Linked DNA regions of Mus musculus: all the other regions are linked to region 1. Evidence: chromatin contacts called from public promoter capture Hi-C data. All regions are on one chromosome and are shown on one strand. Each heading gives the region's core, a stretch centred on a gene start, on an enhancer-like site or on the middle of the called end of the contact. The rest is flanking DNA. Distances are from core to core; before and after follow the strand shown. Region 1 holds the start of Lamtor3 (late endosomal/lysosomal adaptor, MAPK and MTOR activator 3). Region 2 overlaps Nfkb1 (nuclear factor of kappa light polypeptide gene enhancer in B cells 1, p105). Region 3 has its middle 38 kb from the start of Nfkb1.

Region 1 (4,667 bases), core at 1,411-3,910:
TATTATTTCCCACACGAGTTACTAACATTCTCCTGCATGGTTCCAGCCTGTACCTCTGTCTCCACTGTCACTCAACAGTTAGCATGCAAAGCTGTCACTGCCTGTCGTGTTGGCCACGTGTGTGAAAGAAGACCCAGCAGTTGATCTCTATAACTTGCCTTTTTATTAAGAGGAAGAGAATTAAAATTAATTTTAATTAATTTAACTAAAATTAATTAATTATTTCATTAACATAAAGTTGATAATAATCATTATCTCACTTAAAATACCCACGGTGTTTTCGATATACACCGTATAAATCACAACCAGAACACAGTTATTCATTTCCACTAATCTATAATCAGAGTAAAAACATAAGCCATACATCCAGCAATTCAAGTAAGTCTAAAGGAACGTTAGTTCATTTTTTTCAGCCTACAGAGATAAACTGATAACCACACATAACCACTTACAATTTTAGACTGGGAAGATAAGAAAAAGGATTTCAGAAAATATTCTGCTAGATGACCTCAAAGGTTATTCAGTCCAATCTGATTGTTTTGCTCTGAGATGTGAAAACACAAGACATTTTCCCCTCACTCCTGTCTTATCCCTAATGATTACAAAATCTGAGTCATTTGTAGAAAGATGTGAATGTAGACAAAAGAAATGCTTGTCAACAAAGACATCTTCTTTTCAATTAAACTAAAAGTGAGTTCCAATGAGTTCAAGTGGAGTCCTCTGGATCAGTAAAATATGTTATAAGAAATCTGCTAACCTTAACACCTGTTAACTCTTTGTAAGAATGGCACACAAAGTGCAGTGTGGAAGTGAATTTGTTTTTCAACTATTGTCTTAGCCTAGTAATTTTGGATTACGTTGACCTAGCAATTAGGTCCCAATAGTAACATTAAAAATAATGGCAAGTTTTAACCTTCTTTTCTTAAATTTACTTAAGAACTTTAAAAGATAAGCTAATAAACAACTACGGTAGTGTGTTTTTAAAAAAAAAAAAAATTGAAAGTGGCAGGAAATCTAAGTTCTAGTCCCCAGCATCTCTCCCCGTAGAACCACACAGAAGTCATCCAACAGCTCGGCTTCGAGCTATCTGGAAACTCAAGCCATCTCTTAGGATACCTGGGGTTAGTTTTATATTTAAATGTGGTAAATAATTACCATGAAATTTATAAAAATACTAATTTTAAAAGGAGAAACAAAATACTTTGTAAGATTAACACGTTGCACAGAATTTATTCAGCAACAAATCAATAATTTCTTACCTTGGCAACTTTTTGTACAGGAATCGCTTTAGATCCTGAAAGAGAATAATTTTTAAAAGACCATTATTACCTTGTGCTGTTCTAGCCCTGTCCCTATCCCTAAAGGACATGAACTCACCACTTGTCACTGGCATTTCATCTCTGACGTGTATAACTTGGGAGAAGTTAGTTAACCTTTTTCTAGGCCTCAGTTTCATTATATGCTTCGTTACATGTCTACAGGGATAATCACAGACCCTACAACCTAAGAACGCTGTCAAAGGTTAGTAAGGGCTATGTCAGTGTACTTGGAATTGGGACACACAAATACAGATTTGCTGTAAAATGAGGTCACGTGCTTCCTAATATTTTACATCCGGATGCTACCGTATTCACTTGAGAATCCTCTATAAATCTCTTCCCATGTCCGGGCATCCAGATTGCCCATGAATTTTTTTTTTTAAATGATCCTAATTCCGATAAACTATTCTAACATTCAGCTTCTTGGCAAAGATACTGACAATTATGACCTCCACTCTAAATGTGTGCTGTTTTGAACCTCTATCTCCCAAACTGAATGAGTGTCCTTTCCCACGTTACCACCACAAACTTACTTTTGCTCTCGTCTTAAACAGACACATAGAAACGGAACATAGCTTGTTAAGGGGGCACGCGTTAGCCATCCTTTTAGACTCCCAACACTGCCTACTGAGACACCAAGAGCATTATTTACTGGGAGAGGATTCAGAGCACTGTCCTATGAACAGGTACTGACTGGAAGGGCGGCCAGTCATCCTTCAGAATTTCCAGTGCCACCCACACAGAGTTCTTGTATGCTCCAATAGGATTAGGAGGTGGAAGAATATATAGTTCTCTGAGGCTAAAGCACCTTAGTGGCCCATCACAACCGGTCCTGACAGAAGCTCAGGCCCCTGCAAGTCCTTACTACAAATCCAGGAAGAGAGGCGAGGCTGAAACACATTTCTACCTTTCTCCTCTCAGAAGCCGTATGCAAACCTCCCACCTCCCCTTTTTCTTGGGAAGGGGTGTCAACTTACATCCGCCATGATGAACCCCTTTTCCTCGCAGAATCGATCTCCACTCCTGGAAGGAAAACTTCCGTGACTTCCCCCGCACCCGAGGCTTAGTCACCCTCTCCAGACCCAGACAGCATCACGAGATCCACCCTCTCCAGGGCCAAGCGAGAGCCCTGGATCTCCGTCAAGGGAGTGGGGAGGTTCCCGGGGACCCTGCCCGGTGGCCAGCCCACCTCTCCCCACCCACTCTGTCCCCGAGCTGAGAGGAGCGGCGACCTCTGCAGACGCACGCGCGCTCCAGCCTGGGAAGACCTGCCCCGGTGTTCCCGCAGTTCAGTCGCCTCTCTGAAGCCGCCTGTCAAGTCGCTGTCACATTACTCGTGACCTCCGCGGGATCCAGGAAGCACTTGCTGCACCCTCCAGTACCGGGACTCGGAACTTCCGGGGAGACCCGGGCGGAAATTGCGCGCGCGGCCGCCCCGCCCCCTGGAGGCTTTTTTTTTTTTTCCTGCGCCTGCGCGCTGCGCCACGAGCAGCTGGGTTGGCATCTGCGGTCCTTGCACCTTAATTTCCATCCAACTCACCTACAACGGAAGATGATCCTGTGCGGAGTATGTGTACACCTTTCCCAGACCCATTATGTAAATCTTTATGAATGAAGACGTTTGAGGAGAACAAACTGAGCAGCCTACTTATTAGAAGTCCCAGGTCCTTGGATAACCTAATTTACAAGCCAGTTTCCTAACGGTGCTGCTACCACATGTTCTCTTGGGTTTTTACCTAGAAGTGCAGGAGCCATGGGCCTATGGGCTCGTTTGCTAAGTCCGTTTTGAACACGCATGCACTGGGCTGCCTGCTTTGGCTCTTGGGCCTGCATTTGTTGTATCTTCTTAAAATAAAATAAAAACTGCCTATATTTTTTGTTGGTGTTTGTACATTCAAGAAAGCCCACTGTAAGGGCAAGGCAAGAAAGCTTAGCAAAAGGGAGGCTTCTCCATTTGCTTTGGCCCGGTGTTTCTCATTACTGACGCGTTGATAACTCTTTTGTGGTAGAGGGCAGCCATGTAATCCGCTTAGGAGACTCTGGTAGAAACCCTGAGGACAAACGAAAATCACCTGGGATCTAAATACTCCCCAGTGGCTGCCTGAGCTGGGGGGAGTGGGGGGAGGGCGGGGAGGGGGAATGGAAGCTGATGGCTTTTGCTGCAGATGTTAACAGTCGTGTACCGTTAAAGAAAACGGTAAGCTCTCTAGGAGCACCTACTTTGGAATTCTTTTACTAAATCGCCACTCAAGTTTCTTTTCATTTCCACAAAGTTTTAATACTTTTATTCTTTGAGAATTTCATACAATGCATTTTGATCATATTTACCCCTGACTCTTCTGCTCTAACTCCCCTTAGGTTCACCCCCATGTCTGTACCCTTCAAACTGTGTCCTCCCCCCCCGCCCCCATAACCTATCAAGTCCAGTTTGGGCTGATCATCTCCGGGGCCTGTGGGACTAGCCAATGGAGCATGGCCAACCTACCAGAGATCACCCTTAAAGAACACTGACACCTCTCTCAGAAGCCATCAATTGCCCATAGCACTTCAGTGTAGGTAGGCTCACCAACCATCCCCACTGCATGCTAGAATGTTGGCTGGCTTGATCTCCGGCAGGCCCGCTCAGCTGTGTGAGCCAGCGTGTTTGTGATAGCATTGGTTGGCCCACTGTGCATGAAGTTGTTCTTTAGTGTCTCAGCCCCCCTTTTGTTCATCCTTTGGGTTTTAGTTTAAGTTTAGTTTCTCAGTGAAATCTTCCTTGACCTTTCCAGAATAGTAGAGGTACTCGAGATAAATGTTAATATATAGATAAATGTTAATAAATAAATATTAATAGATAAATGTTAAAGATAGATAGGCGTTAATAGATAAATGGGTAATTTGTGATCTTCTTACATTTACCAAAATTAAAACATTCATTTCCTGGACAATAATGTTTTCTTCATTAAATTTACACTTAGAGCATTGTCTTAATCCATGAATAATTCCCAGCTCCTAGCTCATTACCTGTGACACAGCAGGGATTCATACATTTATTGAATGAATGGATGAGTGAATGAATAAAAGAATGAGCATATCAAGAGGATCCTATGCTGGGCATGGTGGGGCAGGCCTTTCTTTAATTCCAGCACTTGGGAGGCAGAGGCAGGCAGATCTCAGTAAGCTGGAGGCTAGCCTGGTCTACATAGTGAGTCCAGGATAGTGAGATCTATATAGTGAGACTCTGTCTCAAAAGAAGAAGAAGGAAGAAGGAAGAAGAAAGGAGGAGGAGGAGGAGGTAGAGAAGGAGAGGGAAAAAAAGAAAAAAGGATAAAATATAATGAAGACAAGCCTTTTATGGTGAGAACA
Region 2 (4,667 bases), core at 700-3,199, 2.3 Mb after region 1:
CCCTGCCTATCTCAGGGTCATCAGAAAGCCCAGATGTTCTCCATAGATAAGAGGGAAGGACAAAAGGCTCCGTAGTGCCAGACAGCATGCAGGAGTCCCAGTGAGCTGCCAGCAAATTAGCCATGAAGCACGAGGATCAGAGGTCATTGGTTCGTGTAAGATGGCAGGGCTGGGGTTTGATCCTGGATTAGATCAACTCAGCATCCCTGTCTTAGCAAGACGAGACCAGTGTCATGAGTCCTTCCTATGCCATTAGCTATAATCCCGTTTAGCAGGCTTGATCTGTGCTTCCTGGTTGCACAAATAAATAATAAAGAACAGTAAACTGACTCCCTGTCATCCTTGAGAGGACATACATTATTAAACCAATATACTATTTCGTCTCTCTCCCTCCCTCCCTCCCTCCCTCCCTCCTTCTTTATAATTTGACTTGACTCAAGAAGAGTAAGCAAGTAGCCTTTTTTTTTTCTTTAAATGGAAAAGACTTTCAGGATGACAAGGGGACTCTTGCTCCTCCTTTTCACACCTAGCATGAGGCCTTTCTCACAATATGCCTCACCAGTGCCAACAAACAAGCAGGAGTCTCTGTAGCTGTACCTGTGCTCAGATCGGTGATTACAGCCATGGCGCATTAAAGCCAGTTAGAGAGAGAAAAATAACCGAGCCGAGTGTTGACATGGTGCCGTGGAAATGTGAATAGACTTTGGGGAGGCAGTGGCAGACCCCGAGTTCAGGGCACCACCACCTTACCCCAAACCATTGGAACCAGGTGGTGCATGTTACTTGAGCTTGCAAAGGGCTGGTTCTTTCCCCGGTGATATGGGGTGCCACTACTGACCCCACATGGCTATTGTGGGGATTTCTCCCTCCTCGGCTGTAGAGACAGAATATGCACATAGACTTAGATGAGCACGTGCTCTGGGAAATGAACAAGCATGCGAAGTAAGGCGTTATTTAACGCTTACTAGCCAGTCACATATCACTTTCCTACCCTATGTCCTCCAGTCATTCTCGAAAAGGGCACAGTCGTGGAGCCATGATGGGCTGACATTGTGAGGAAGGTGGGAAACACAAGAGACACGGGCTATTGGTGCAGCTGCTTGAAGGAACTCCTCCTGTGCGCTGTTAATGAGCAGGATGAGGGCTCGAGAGCACTGAGCACCCTGCGAGCATGACTGCGCTCGACCTGCTGAGAATGCCTTTCGAGCATGCGCTCTACCCGCCCGCAGAGAACGCCTGCCAAGCTGCCTCATCCTCCACTTGCTCCTTGCTTACTCAGCTCAACTCTGCCTTCAAATCTCAGTCCGCATGAGTTAAACACACGGAAGCTTTCTCTCACTTCCCAACCGTGCCAGACACTGTTATTAGACATTCTGTTTGATGAGTTCTCCAGTTAGGTTTTACCTGTATTGTTGAAGTTATCCAGTTAGCGTCAGTCCCACTGTTTAATTCCGTGAGAGAAAGAAATTGGGCTTGTTCTGAACGAGGTGTAGCCCCCACTCTCTGACCTTCTACAGTGTGGGGCTCTTAGAAAGGGGCGTAACAAACTAAACTGGTAAACTTTAGTACTCAGTGAAATAATGGGCTAGATAAGAAACAATTTTCTGAGATTGTTGATATCATCAGGAACCAAGTGTTGTCTTAACTCCTTTAATCTTAAAACAGTCCGGTGATACTTCGTCATTAATTTGATTTTTGAAGGTGGAGAAGCTGACACACGTCACTCCACGACAGCTGGGGGATTTGAGCCTGGCTTTGAGAGATCTTAACCTAACCATGACCTGCTGTGGTAAAGAGCAAGGTTGGGTTCACAAGCAGAGCCAGGCCCTGTTAGAACCCTGAGGATGTTCGAAAGAAAAATCAGCAGAAAAGAATGATTTTAGGTATGATGTCTTACATTTATGCTGCTTCTGCTTTCTGTCAGAGTACGTTAGCCGAATTCACCCAGAGAGCAGCCTGGCTTTTGAAACTGTGATGCTGAGGAAGTTCTAGGCCACTCATCTCTTGTTACCCCTTTGAAGAAACAGCAAATGCTTTTCCACAGTAGGTCAGGGCTATCTGAGGTTAAAAAAAAAAAAAAAAAAAAAAAGTACGTGGCTGACTAAGAGGGCTATACCTGAGCCCATGACTTGTAGTTCTTATTCTAAAAGGAGCTCTGACCCATGGACCCAGAATTCTAGAAGAGTTTTCCTTCATCAGGGAAGGCCAAGGAAGTCTGATTGTCCCCAAGAAGGGCAGCTGACACTAGAATAACATAGTATTTTGTAGAAAAATAAAACATAGCAAAAGAAAGAAAATAAATGTATTTGTAGAAAACTAACAAAACACTGCAATGTAGGAAAAAAGAAAAACCTTCCCCTTGGAATTGATGTGGGCCAAGTATCTTCCAGCCACTTGCTTCAAATGGACCTATTAGACATCCTCTAAGTGAGGGAGCATCTGACAGTCTGAGATAGCCCCTGAGGGTTGTCCTCTCCTCTGCTGAGTACTGTTGTGAAGTGTTTGTGTACTTGAATGTATATATTCCTCATTAACAGCCCCTTGAACATTACTGAACAGGTGAAGAGACCAAGCAAGGTCACACAGACTGGAACTGCCTCTCTCCCCCAGCCAGCCTAGCCTGTCTCTGAAGTCCACACTCTTCCCATTCCGAGCAGCTGACTATGCAGGATGGCTCCTTTGGCTTCTTACCTGTGCTTGAGTGCTTACAATTAAGAGTCTCTGTTCAGATTCTACTCTCAGAAAGACCTTCCTAGTAGACAGTTGCCCTCTATAAACTTTATCTTCAAGAGACGTAATACTTCCATTCCCTTCCCAGAATAAGTTTCTACATTGGTGTTGAATACCTCTTGGCCACTATGGCATGATAAATGATGGTTCCAAGAAATCGTTGTCAAGGTTTGCCTGTGCCGCACAGCTGTCCCCACAAGTAAGGCTTTCTTTCTCTCAGATGGCATCTTGGAAAGTACAGAAAGCCCAGGGCCCTCCCTGTTTTCATTCTGTGGTCTGTGTAAAAACCAAATGCTACCATCCCGACTACACTCTTTCAGATGGATCAAACAGCACATTGGTCACTGGCAGATCTTTCAGGTCCCTCACCTCAGAGTCCTCCCAGTTCCTCATTCTTGCCGCCCTTCAACCATGAAGTTAGTCGTAAGAAAAACAGTAAGTGCTTCTTGAATGCACCTCCCACCTCTTTCCATCAGCGCCAGTGACTAACTAGCCTGTCAGCGCAGCTTCAGAAGGCTCGGATTCCAAACTCTCAGGCCTTCTCCCATGAGGCCTTTCTGCTTAAGTGGAAAGCCTGCCTGATTTCACCCAAGTGAAGCGCTTCCTTGAGCCTTCCTGTGCTGTGTTCCTGTGCACACTGTCAGTTAAAAGTGGGATCACGTGACTCGCTGCCTCTGCCGATCATTAGCAGACCGATGTGATCAGCCATCTAGAGCTGGAATCAGCCATCCAGGGACTTTGTAGGAAGAGCATCATCAGCCTTGGAGCAAAACCAGAACTTGGTATTCATTGTCCTACACTTAAATGGGGAAGTATTTGGCCTGTGAAGAAAGACGACTTGCTAAATTCACTTCATTTTAATGTCAGAGAGAGTTTTAAGTTCTGTGCCTAAGAAAGCAACTCATGCTTTGGGACAGTCAAGGTTAAAGTTAGTACAAAACCTTTCTCTGAATTAGGTCACTCTGTAACTATGGGAAGGCAGTCCTGCTGATGGCCTCGCCGCTCTGGAAGAAGTATGCCCTGGTCTGTTTTATGTTGTGTTGGTTGACAAGCAAATTACACAGGATTAAAGTTTGCTTGGGCTGGGGTTTGAAGCCTGGGAGGGTTCAGGTTGTTGGTCAGCCATATCTGACAGGAACTTTGCAGCCCAGGACAAGACAGGAAATTACATAACAAGAGAGGCCATCTTGGCTGAAGTATCTCTTCCTCTTTGTATAGCTCACAGCTCCGTAGATGAGGGCTGGCTCTTATGGTGTATTCGATTTTACCTCCTAAAGATCAACTTCCAGACACCATCACTGGATTACATTTCTAGGCTCAAAACGTCTCATGAGTTTCGGGGTGGGTTCAGAAGCAACTCATTATAATGTTGTATCAGGGCTCAGGCAGGCAGGCCTCCTTGGGGAGTCTAGAGAGCTGGCTCGCTGGCCAGAAGGGAGACCGTTGTTCAGGGCAATGGTATCTTTTCTCCATACTCTCTGGGGAGTTACGCGAGCAGTGATCAGCTTCCCGGCTCTGACCATCAAAGGTTACACTGGAGAAAATCCATATTGAGAGCAAACTCTGTAGAGCCCTGCCTCCGTGGAGTCTGGACCCCGCTGATAGTAATGATATTATAAGTGAGCAGGCTGAGGAAGGCTGTGTGTCTTTACAGGAAGCTCCTTTAGCAGATGCAGGCTCTTCACGTTCACGTTGACATTTATCCAGAGAGGCGACGTACCTCATGCATTTCTAACAATAGGCGGGATTTATGGCAGGTTCTCACTTAATCGAATTCAGAGGGGAATAATGCCTCCGAGCTACTCATGGTGTGAGTCTCATGGTGTGGTTCTCATGTTGGGCCGTCTTGACGAAAAGTTCTACGCTGTAGAGGTCGGGATGGTCAACTAGACAAGAAAGACTTGGTCATCTCCTCTCTCCTGTCCTGTCCATTGCTG
Region 3 (4,667 bases), core at 1,182-3,681, 2.2 Mb after region 1:
ATTCTTCTTTGGGTGGGAGAGAACGTAAGTTGATTACATCTGTTTCTGCTTGTTAGAGTAGATGGAGGACACTTCACTTGCCACTGTGACTGGCACCAACTTTGATGGGACTAAAATCAAACGAGACTTAAAGCATCCATAGAATAAATCAAGCATTCTTCCGTAAGTGATTCCCTTTTTTAATCTTTCTATTTTAGCGTTGTTGGGTTCCCCCCCCCCCCTTGGATCCATCGTCAGTCCCTCCGCCTTGAGTCCTCACCTCAGCCCAACGTCCTTCCTATGTGATAAGGTTTTTAACCAGATCAGGTGCACAGAAATAGAAGTTACCACCGCACTTTCTAAGCATGGTGAAGCCCTGTTATAAACTAGTCAATCTGGCTGGTCTAGTTGTTTTCCTTTCTTTGTGCGGGCGAGGTGTTGAGTCTTTGTATTGCGTATCTGTACACATGCTTTAAATTTTTTCTTCATGTTGAGATCGTTTGAGAAAAATGTGGGTGGGGCGAAAGAAGATTCTGCTCTAAACTATTTAAAACCTTAAATCTTCAAACCTCAGGAGATAAATACAAGGTATTTAAGACTCCCATGAGTCATAGACTAAGAAAAAAAAATCTTAACCTGGAAAGAAAGAAATAATGTTTTCACCACATCTAACAAGATGTTCTGAGCTGTGGCTTTAATGTACATGTCCACGGCGCCACCTAATGGCTGGATCAATCTTAAAACTATCTCTCAATACAGTTAACCAGGTAATTCTCGAAATTGGGCATGAGGTGGCGCTAGAGTTCTTCTTAGATGAGCTCTGAAAGCCTTTACAAAGCAAGCTCACATTCAAGGGCATCCACCAGGGCTACACAGAGAAATCCTGTCTCGAAAAACAAAAACAAAAATAAAAACATAGAAATCGCAACAAACCACAACCTTACCCTAAAGTCGTGAACATTCACTAACTTATCCCGTTTCCTTTTTATCATATTTTTTTATTTTTTATTTATTTTATTTTTATTTTTATTTTATATTTTATTTTACTACTTTATTCTGTTGATGAATAAAAATCTACCTTGAAATACAAATCCACAATGTGTCATTTAGGAGGTGACTCAGGTCCGTCACCTGAACCGTCTGTGTCCCCACAAGGGTGGGAATGCAACTGTCACTGTCACTGTCACTGTGTGAGTGAAGCCTTCCTTAGATTCCATTACAGAACGAGGTAAAGCGCTGAAGAGTGATAGCAGTAGTAATGGTGATTGACAGCTGGGCGTGTCCCCACTGAACACTGAATGAGTAAAGCCACACTTTCTAAGGGAAAGCAAAGGAGACTGACCGTGCATTCTGACCACCGACCAAAGCTGCACCATTTGTCCGCATAAAGCGATGGAGGGATGAGAAAAATGAAAGAAAGGAGAGAGCAGCATTATAAATAACTAATGTAAGCAAATACTGTTAGTCCTTCCAGCTCACAGATGGTGATGGATAGTTTCCAGAATATGGCTTGAATGTGGCTCTAGTGCCCAACTGATAGCTCCTTGGAATGTCCAAGTGTTGGTTGGTATTGTAATTCATTTAGACAGGGGGGGAGAAGGGGGAAAGGAAGGAAGGAAGGGAGGGAGGGAGGGAGGGAGGGAGGGAGGGAGGATAAATTTCTTCTCATCAGGGTCATTCTAAGACCCAGATTCCCAGAGTGACTGACCTCAGTGACTGCCACACCCTAAGAAACAATTCTTTCCACACTTCCAGCCCCTGCAAAGTCTCTACAATAAAAATGGCAAGTCATTTTAGCCACATAGAAAACATGATGCATGTGTTCGCTCGCTATATTCGGGAATCCAATTATACACTGTTTTCTGTGAGATGCAGCATGGCAATCATAAACCGTTTCCTTCTCAAATGAACACTCGTATCAGCATCTCCAGCTCACCCCACAGCAATGTTAGGGAGCAGTGGGTGGGAGGAAATGGGCGTCTGTTCCCCAACCGACCACTATTTAAAACCATGGCTTACACATTTGTGGATTGCTGAATGTGTGTTCACGATATAGTTTCACAGAGTGACTTTCAGATCTTGGAATTAACCCTTCTTGAGTTTAGCACACATAGGTAGACATGTACATATCCTGGAAATATAGATACCCCAAGGAGCATATGTCATAAACACTTTATGGCAAAGAACATCCCAGATAGCCAAAATGAAGGGCCTGGCTATCACTTCCTGTGAGTGCTCGGAGCGCTCTCTGGCTGCTTGTGCCATAGCCTCTGGGTAACAAGGAATGTTTGCAACTTCTTCAAGTCCAGGCTGCATCATCACAACAACCATTTTACTCACCGAGACAAAAAAATCAGATGTCAGCTATCTGCTTCATTGGCATATCAGGAAATAAAAAGCCATTGCCACTGTAAGAAACCCTGACCTGTTGAAATGCCTTGGAGGCGTGCCTCGGTGCTAATTAAAATAATAGACACTGTCACATGAGGCAGTTATTTTCCAGAAAACAGCTGACGTGTTCTGTGTTCAGCTTGGCAAAACTCCTGGCCAGTTTCGCAACAATGTTTATTCCAGGCTGAGATCATTTTAATAGGAAAAGGGGGGATAAAAAAGAAGGAAAAAGAAAGGAAGGATGGAAGAGACTGAGAAAGAGAGGGGAAGAAATCAGAGAGAGGAGAGATGGGGAGACAGTAAAGAGGGAGGGAGGAAGAAAGAATTCTTAGGTAATTGAAAAGCGTTTCACGGTGTCTTTCAACATTATCATCAGACACCCTCCCAATCCTGTAATGAATTTTTCCAAATTACAGAGATGATGTATTTTTACGAGAGATTATGAATATAAAGTACCTTAGCCTCAGTATTAACGAATAGTGTTACATTGGCCCAAGGTGAGGTATGAAAGAACATAATAATCTCCTTAGTTCACACATGTGATTGTAAAGAAAACTGAGTCACAATGAAAGTTTATATTTGCAAAGCTTTACAGAGAGGAAAACACAGAGCAAACATTTAAGAATACAGAAAGCCAAGGCCATAGATTACAGGCTCCATTCTGGCGGCTCCTGAGACCTGTGGCCTCTTTGCTGTGTCCTGGAGCTGGGCTGCCCAAGCAAGCACAACCGCTCACACACCCAGGGAGAGTGGGGCTTTGCCAAGCAGGGCTGATATGCCGGTCCTGTCTGGTAAGAAGATCCCAACGTGCTCCTCCTGGCACACGGTTTGCTTCTGACTTCTGAGTCCCAGCGGAGGCAAAGAGGGCAAACTCTTCTTCATTGTTTTATTCAGAGTTTGGCATGCTCCCTATGGAGAAAGTGGAAATTGCTTTCTTGACTTTAGTGTGCAGGGGTCTATTTAGGGATTGAGATTCACTATTTAACTAGTGTTTCTGTGAAAATGTCTGGATGTTGAACCCTGAAAAGAAACACAGCAGTGTGGAGTTGGTTTCAAACTTCCCGTGGCTCCCGTGGCTCCCGTGGCCCCCGTGGCTTCATTGCGCTTCTGGTTTTTTTTTTTTTTTTTGAATCTTTGGTTCTAAGGAAGAATGTCTACTTCTACAAGCTTCTTGACAACGGTAATTATCCCAGGAAGCTTGGCAGGCTGTATAATTTTGCGATCTCATACATTTGCTTTAAATGCTCATTCAACAAGCCACGTGCAAGGAAGGCTGGAAAAGTGGGGCAAACTTGGCTTAGGCAAAAAGGGTGACTCTCCTGACTTTACTCAACCCTCTTTCAGAAAGCTTCCCGACGATCGGGGATAATGCCCGTTGCGGGGGTAAGCGGTTTATGCGATAATTTCTAACCAATAAAATTCTCCGCCACTGCTCAACAGAACAGGACAGGATATCAGCACGCCGGCATTTTGCTCATCACTGTTCTTACAATTTGGGTAGGGATTCTGTTCTTGTGGATGAAACGCAGCAGAGGCTGGTGAGAGGGCTTCAGCTGGTAAGGGTGCTTAATGCCAAGCCTGACAACCTGAGTTCAAATACCAGGACCCACGGCTCCCTGCTAGGCAAACGCGGTAGGGCGGAGCTACACCTAAACCCCGGTCCGAATTGAAGAAATCATCCCTGAGGCTAGAAAGGATCAATATCAGGATGTTTTAATTAGCTGCTTTTAATTGCGTGATAAATGTTCGCACGAAATCAACTTGATATAAGAAGGGTTCATTCTGGCCTCACAGTTCAAGGGTACATAGACTCCATCACGGTGGCCAAGGGACCACGGCAGGAGCTGAGGCCGCTGGTCCTGTGTGGCCGCAGTCAGGAAGCAAACAGGGACCAACGCTGGTGTCCAGCCAGCTTTCTCCTTTATATAGCATCCAGGATCCAGACCCATGGCATGATGCCACCCACCATGAGTGGGCCTCCCCATCTCAACAAACATAATTTCAGCGGCCTCTCAAAATCTCAGGCAGAGACTGATGGATCCAGGGTGATCCCTGAGGCACATGTCTAGGTGATTCCGGATCCTGTGACATTGACAGCGGCAACCATCACCAACGTCAAATAAATGCCAGAAATGTATTCCTTGAAGCCTCTGTGTATTGAATTTCTCTAAGGTACCTGGTGTTATCCCAGGTGTCGGGGACAATCACTAGTAAGATACATGGGTCCTTACCCCAAGATGAAAGCTCGTGGCAGGACACTCTCAGGGCCAGAGATGAGGTAACCTTAGTGGCCGTAG

What was found. Promoter capture Hi-C pulls out the DNA fragments that hold promoters and counts their contacts.
Region 2: a contact with region 1 is called in a promoter capture Hi-C map of hippocampal neurons, with 2.7 times the contacts expected there. The contact joins the enhancer-like site here to the promoter of Lamtor3 in region 1. A contact is called at or near these places in 8 of 39 promoter capture datasets (the 3T3-L1 cell line, the C10 cell line, cranial neural crest and 3 more) and 2 of 9 other capture datasets (adipose tissue and liver).
Region 3: a contact with region 1 is called in a promoter capture Hi-C map of liver, with 4 times the contacts expected there. The contact joins the enhancer-like site here to the promoter of Lamtor3 in region 1. A contact is called at or near these places in 5 of 39 promoter capture datasets (the C10 cell line, cranial neural crest, hippocampal neurons and 2 more), 1 of 115 datasets of contacts at active chromatin or transcription factors (astrocytes) and 2 of 9 other capture datasets (adipose tissue and liver).

Annotation. Positions count from the first base shown.
Region 1 is chr3:137,916,548-137,921,214 of GRCm38.p6, reverse strand. Lamtor3 (late endosomal/lysosomal adaptor, MAPK and MTOR activator 3) reads right to left here and starts at 2,660. Exons shown (of 7, transcript NM_019920.2): 1 at 2,552-2,660; 2 at 2,297-2,342; 3 at 1,260-1,294. The coding sequence starts at 2,305. It also overlaps a transcript of Dnajb14 not described here.
Region 2 is chr3:135,627,438-135,632,104 of GRCm38.p6, reverse strand. All of the region lies in intron 6 of Nfkb1 (nuclear factor of kappa light polypeptide gene enhancer in B cells 1, p105), which reads left to right. Among named protein-coding and RNA genes, the nearest start is that of Gm46827, 21 kb to the right of the region's middle. Within about 2 kb of position 1,949, at least 78 of the 459 cell types and tissues checked have an H3K27ac peak or open chromatin away from gene starts, as enhancers often do. A contact at or near this core is called in hippocampal neurons, where this site is marked.
Region 3 is chr3:135,727,570-135,732,236 of GRCm38.p6, reverse strand. No RefSeq gene overlaps it. Among named protein-coding and RNA genes, the nearest start is that of Nfkb1, 38 kb to the right of the region's middle. Within about 2 kb of position 2,431, at least 38 of the 459 cell types and tissues checked have an H3K27ac peak or open chromatin away from gene starts, as enhancers often do. A contact at or near this core is called in adipose tissue, hippocampal neurons and liver, where this site is marked.